Linked DNA regions of Bombyx mori: region 1 is linked to region 2. Evidence: chromatin contacts called from public Hi-C data. All regions are on one chromosome and are shown on one strand. Each heading gives the region's core, a stretch centred on a gene start, on an enhancer-like site or on the middle of the called end of the contact. The rest is flanking DNA. Distances are from core to core; before and after follow the strand shown. Region 1 overlaps LOC119629410 (a long non-coding RNA gene). Region 2 has its middle 5.3 kb from the start of LOC732919.

Region 1 (3,183 bases), core at 479-2,978, 97 kb after region 2:
TTTAATTTTTACTGCGTTGAAGCGTTATTCAATCTCTTTGATGTCTCAATAAGCTGACAAAAACAAAATGAATCTCCCTCGGTCCCTTACAGAATGCATCGGAGCGGAAAGGCGACAATGTACCCGCAGCAAAACTACGGACCAAATAAAAATCAAAAGTATACCGGACCTTTTTGTGATATCGTTTGAAATCAACAGGCAATAATAAGCTATTGAAATAATAGCCTACATCTGTCCTAACCGCTGGAACTGTACGAAATTAAAACAAACATGCGTTTCGATCGTCGTCACAAATCAGTAATCTACAATCGATTTGCGATGTGCTAGATTAAGTAACGCTTATATTAAGTGATGTACTGTTGTATTTTTATCCAACTAAGAAAGGAGGTTCATGTTTTTTGAGTGTTTTTATATTATTATTTTTTTCTATTGCTTAGATGGGTGGACGAGCTCGCAGCCCACCTGGTGTTAAGTGGTTACTGGAGCCCATAGACATCTACAACGTAAATGCGCCACCCTTCTTGAGATATAAGTTCTAAGGTCTCACTATAGTTACAGCGGCTACCCCACCCTTCAAACCGAAACGCATTACTGCTTCATGGCAGTAATAGGCAGGGCGGTGGTACCTACTCGCGCAGACTCACAAGATGTCCTACCACCAGTAGTAGTAAGTAACACTTATATTAAGTGATGTAGATTGTACTGTTGTATTTTTATCCAACTAAGGAAGGGATTAATGTTTTTTGAGCTTATGCCATTGTATATTCGTTTTATCCAACCGAATATCTTTCGTAAAGGCGTCGTCAAATTGACTAATAAAAATATAAAATAGACCTTATAACATCTATGTCCTAAAGCCTAAAGTGGTCGAAAACTTCAATTTTTTTTTTACTTTTTTTTTGTCACCTAGGAACCTGTCCCTTATAATTCCATGTTCACGGCTTCTGTATTCGCGACATATTTATGGAACATATATTATTACATACCCCGCGAATAAAGAGCTTTTAATATACTATATATATTTGGCACGCTCTGTATGTAAATATTATTAGGTGTCATTAGATTCGTCTGAGTTGTGGGAGTTATAATATAGTCTATATTATTTCAAAATCAGTATTTATACATCCGCCAAAAAAAGATAAAAATAATCCATTAACTAAAAATGCGAGAAATAAAATAAATTATTTATTTTAACAAATAACCTGGCTGCATTCAATATACGGTTAGACACCAACAATTACCACATGCATATCACTTGTTCGTGGTAGTAGTATTTTTCTACCCACTCCCTTATTGCTAAGTCTCTCCCTACATTAGGTACTGGTGGTAGGTGATACTGGTGGGCAAGTGCCAAGAGCATAAATGAATTCTAATGGAAGTGTATGACAGCAGCGATGTTGGGTACCTTTGAAATTGGGTACCAAATTTGATGTTTTATTCAGGGCAGCGACACTTAATGGTGTCTATTGTCTTAGGTAATTCCCGGCCCGTAACGTAGTCGCCCGCCTAGAAAAAACAAAAAGCTCTGTTATTCAATTTTGAATGACCAAAAAACCTGAACATGTTTTGAATACAAAATCATTTTAATTAATCCCGGTTGTATCATATTTTCCATGATTAATTATCAGCTATTTGTATCCGGGCCTACCCACCTATTAGGAAACGCCTTGCATGACAAAGACCAACAGTTTAGTTATTATGATATCATGTGTCAACGCTGAACGGAATATGTAATAAGTAAATGTTTTGGTCGAACGTACTCATTCAGCTACTTATTATGTGTAAATGCGTGGGAACGCAATTGTTTCCGAAGTTACATCCTAGTTTCAAAATTGCTTTTTTTATAAAGCAAGTATATAAATGTCTAAGGCTACGTAGGTAACTGGCTGAAATTTTAATTTAATGTTTCGATCGGGCATTGTAGGTAGAAAACAGAGTAATTCATTTACAATCGTTTAAAAGTAAAAAGTGCGCTTCAATGTCAATTTACGGAAAAATACCCGTTATGGTAAAAAATAATTATCGCAATTCAAGTTCACTAGACGTCTGATGGCCATTAGTGCCACCTGTTGATTAGTTGTGACAAAAATGTTTAATTGAGCTCCACAATTTTCGTGTATGCTGCCATCTATTGTGTATTAGTCGAACTAAGACATATTTCTTGAAAATTAACAAGGTTACGGTTTTAGTTGCTCAAGAAATCTCAAATTGTTCGTTAGAGATTTATTTAGAGCTTAGAAATTTCAATAAAATTGTAAATTAATTGTACGTGTTAATTGAGGAGGCAGAAATGTACGGCAACGGCGTCGAGGATGGCAAAATAATTAGTTCGTCTGTTTAGTGCTAAAAATTGAAACTTGAATGTTGCAAAGCGGCGTTAAGAAAGAAATAAACAATACATTTTTGTCCTTTAAATTAAATTTTAATTCAAAACAAAATTTATTACATATTTTGAGATTACAGATTAATTTAATGACGGTCTCGTAAGAAGTTTCATAGGATAAACGAAATGTTATTCTGAATGTAATTATCAAATTCCCAAATAACTGCAAAATATCTCTAATTTGTTTAACTCTGGCGAGCGCTGAATGTCAATAGCAGTTATTATTCTAAATCACAAAATTTTTGAAGGCACACCTTTTTATCGAAGAGGTCGTCATCATAAATCACGACAAAATCGTAAGGCATTTTTCGAAGAAATAACACGTCTATGTGACCGGAAGCATTACGACAACATTCTGAGTATCAATGGCTGTAAAGCAATTTTCACATGGCATCTACGTGATGATACGTAGGTGTGTAATGTTGCCATGTACACGAGCGTAATAAATTAACTTCAGTTTGTAACTCGAGTCACCGCCAAATATCGTCGTTTATATTCCTAAGGAGTATTCTAAGTGCGCATGGACGTTCCTACCGCCATTTACTTTAACCGGATTTTATAATTTACATTATTTTCCTCGTATGATTTTTCAAAAGCTACTAGAGTTACTTTCTTGAACCTTGTTAAGCAAAAGAGCTATGTGGTTTCACAATCATAATCTACCTCCAACACGAGTAATGTCATTTTAGGGATACCTATATAATAGAGATTCGTCCTTACATTTTTTTAAACAATAAGAATAAGCATATTATTGATATGCGATCAATCTCATTCCACAAAAAAACTTTGAATCATAAAAA
Region 2 (3,051 bases), core at 400-2,899:
TTACTTTTTGATTTCTATCCCAATTCCGGAACATTTCAACAACAGAAGCTTATTCGACTTCTCCTCCAGACCGCAATCCTTGGACATATGCGTTATATATATAGTCGAGTCCATATTCTTGAATCAACTCCATATTTTTCCTCTTTTTCGATTTCTCCAATAGATTTTCATAAGAATTTGGTGGTTTTCCACGTTTTCCAGATGTTGTAGGTGAGATATCCATTGGTACTTCTTCAAGTTGTACTTTAAATTCACCGTCCAACCAGGTTTATTTTTAATTAAAATGCGGTGTTTAGTTCGGCTAGATTTGGTCCAGCGATCGTTAAAAGCTGTTATAAGATTTTTTTGAATACTTTTCATAACTAGTTAGTTCACTTTTAGAAGATGACAAATGTTTTTTTTTTTTTTTTTTTTATTGTAGACAAAACAAATTACAACCATAGAAAATATAAGTTTAAATATTTAACATAACAATCTGGATTGCAATTCAAGACAGGTGCATACAGAAAAAAAATTAATAACTGAATGTTCTGAACTGAATGTAATGTTCTTCTAAATATTGTTTAATATCTTCTGATTTAGTTCTGTGGTCAATGAAAAATATGGATAACACTCGCTGATGCACAAAAAATTCACACATTCTGTTAATATTGCTTTTACCGAGGATGGTAAAGACTGTATGTTGAAGCAGAATAAAATACCGGTAAATAACAATGAAAATCAATAACTGTTTAGTTAAATTTCGTGAGAAAAATGTTATTATCTTCGAGCGTTTACATTTTTAACCACGTTGTTAACCACTATCTTTAAAATTGGTTAAGTATTGATTAGATATGCAATATCAACATTAACCACAATTTCCTTCCTTTTTTTTTCACCTAACTCAGTGGGAAGTACATACACTACATCAGAATTATTTAATTCACAAAATGATAATAATCATTAATGACATCCAAAGGAGTGACAAAAATTAAATTAATGTGTAAACCAGGAATTCTCACTTTTCCTTAACTTTAATTTAGTTATCAGTTAATAATATTATTTAAAAATAAATTGTCAAAAATAATTATTTTCCCCTTTCCGGAATTAAATGTTAAAATAAATATGAACATTTTAAAAATTTTTTGCGATAAGGCTTTTTTCGTCTCATTTAAAAAGGGGCAAATTCGCGCAAAAAATGTTATTGCCCTGGCTTTTGTATGAGTCGCATTATATAATGCTATTAAATTTACATCGGCAGACAGCGCTAACTGTCAAAAGTCTATTTGAAGTTTATAAAAAGGACTTTTTTTTTAATTGTAAAGAAAAATACCCAACTTTTGCGTATAGGTCTATTCAAATACATATTTGTTTAAATAGAATACTAAATTACCTTTGTAACCATATACATATGTATAACACTTATAGATATGCATTGAAATTACTATATGATATTGATACTAAATATGACCATTTAGTCATATTTTGAGCTGGTGGAATTCTGTTCTACATAACCGACGTTAATTTGAGCGTCAACTTGCAAGTTAAATTTTATTTAGAAAAAAGTGATCTAATCTATTTTACATGCTAAAATAATATGTACAACTCGACCAAGCTAAGTTTGCACCTTGCTGGAATGCGGCGCTCCGCCCGCTTCCCCGGTCACCTTCCCGCGATCGCCCTGTCGCGTGAGTACGGTTAGCATCTTTGTCGCGACACGCGTCATACGAGTTTTCGTCTCCCTATACGTTGAATTTTAAATTTTTTAACTGTGCTTGTTAGGTTTGTTGTTGAAGTTATATACACTCGGGTGCAATGAAATCGCACATCTGTACATTTTTTGAAAATGTACAGATGTGCCGCCGTGCTCGTTTTCGATTTGCACAAGAACACGTCAACTGGACAGCCGACCAGTGGAAAGCAGTCCTGTTCTCAGACGAGTCCAGAATGTGTCTTCATGATAATGATGGACGTGGAAGGGTCTACAGAAGGCGCTCAGAGCGATTTTCCCAATGTTGCATCACAGAACGTGTAGCATACGGCGGTGGTTCGTGTATGTTCTGGGGAGGTATCTCACTCGAACGAAAAACAGAGCTTGTCTTCATCGTTGGGGCCAATATTAGGCGACAAACAAGAGGTCTAACATCTCAACGATACATAGAGGAAGTTCTACAAGAACATGTCGTACCATTTGGCCGTTTAATTGGAAGTAACTTCCTTTTTATGCATGACAATGCAAGACCTCATACCGCTGCGATAGTGAGACAATACTTACAAGAAGTAAATGTACCCGTGATGGAGTAGCCAGCTCGGAACCCGGACCTTAATCCGATTGAACACTTGTGGGACGAATTAAAAAGAAAAATTAGAGGTCGAAATAGTGCTCCAGCTAATCTCCAGGAGCTACAAAATGCGCTCAAAGAGGAATGGGACGCCATGCCACAAGACTTTATCAGAAACTTGATAGGGTCGATGGGGAATCGGTGTGAAGCTGTAATTCGGGCAAGAGGGGGCAATACTTGTTACTAATAAATGATTTTTCAGTATTTTTTGTGTTTTTTTTTATTAATCCCCAAATTTTAAACGGTTTAGTTGAGTAATCATTTTGTAATAAAGATTAAATTGTTGTTGTATTTTATATTCCTCAAGAAAGTAACCTTATCTCCACTTATATGGTATCATTGAATAGGTATTGAACTAACCTTTAACCCTATGTTAAAAAATATATGTATGTATTTTTTTAAATTAAAAGAAGTAAATAATATTTTTCAAAAAATGTACAGATGTGCGATTTCATTGCACCCGAGTGTATAATATTGGACTTTTTTTGTTAAGTTTTTGTTAAACTGTTGTTACTGCACGCTTAACATTTTTTTTTTTTACTTCGAGAGTATTGTTCTGGGCAACAAAATGAAAGGAAAGGTGATACACAGTGAAGGGAGAAACATAATCCTGAAAAAGAAACATAAAGGCAAATGATTACTGAGCAATTGGGATACATATTTAAAAAGTGCAAGAACGCCCGGGTGATCTTAATACAAAAACCCGATATCGCTATATTCTAATGTACCT

The links. Hi-C and Micro-C count contacts between places; a contact is called where the count stands out from the background.
Region 1: a contact with region 2 is called in a Hi-C map of posterior silk gland, with 2.0 times the contacts expected there. The contact joins two enhancer-like sites. A contact is called at or near these places in 2 of 7 Hi-C or Micro-C datasets (posterior silk gland and whole pupa).

The regions. Positions count from the first base shown.
Region 1 is chr13:10,542,038-10,545,220 of ASM3026992v2, forward strand. It overlaps LOC119629410 (a long non-coding RNA gene), which reads right to left. Exons shown (of 2, transcript XR_005245410.2): 2 at 2,401-3,183. Among protein-coding and RNA genes, the nearest start is that of LOC119629410, 8.5 kb to the right of the region's middle. Within about 2 kb of position 1,729, at least 6 of the 8 cell types and tissues checked have open chromatin away from gene starts, as enhancers often do.
Region 2 is chr13:10,445,297-10,448,347 of ASM3026992v2, forward strand. No RefSeq gene overlaps it. Among protein-coding and RNA genes, the nearest start is that of LOC732919, 5.3 kb to the left of the region's middle. Within about 2 kb of position 1,650, at least 3 of the 8 cell types and tissues checked have open chromatin away from gene starts, as enhancers often do.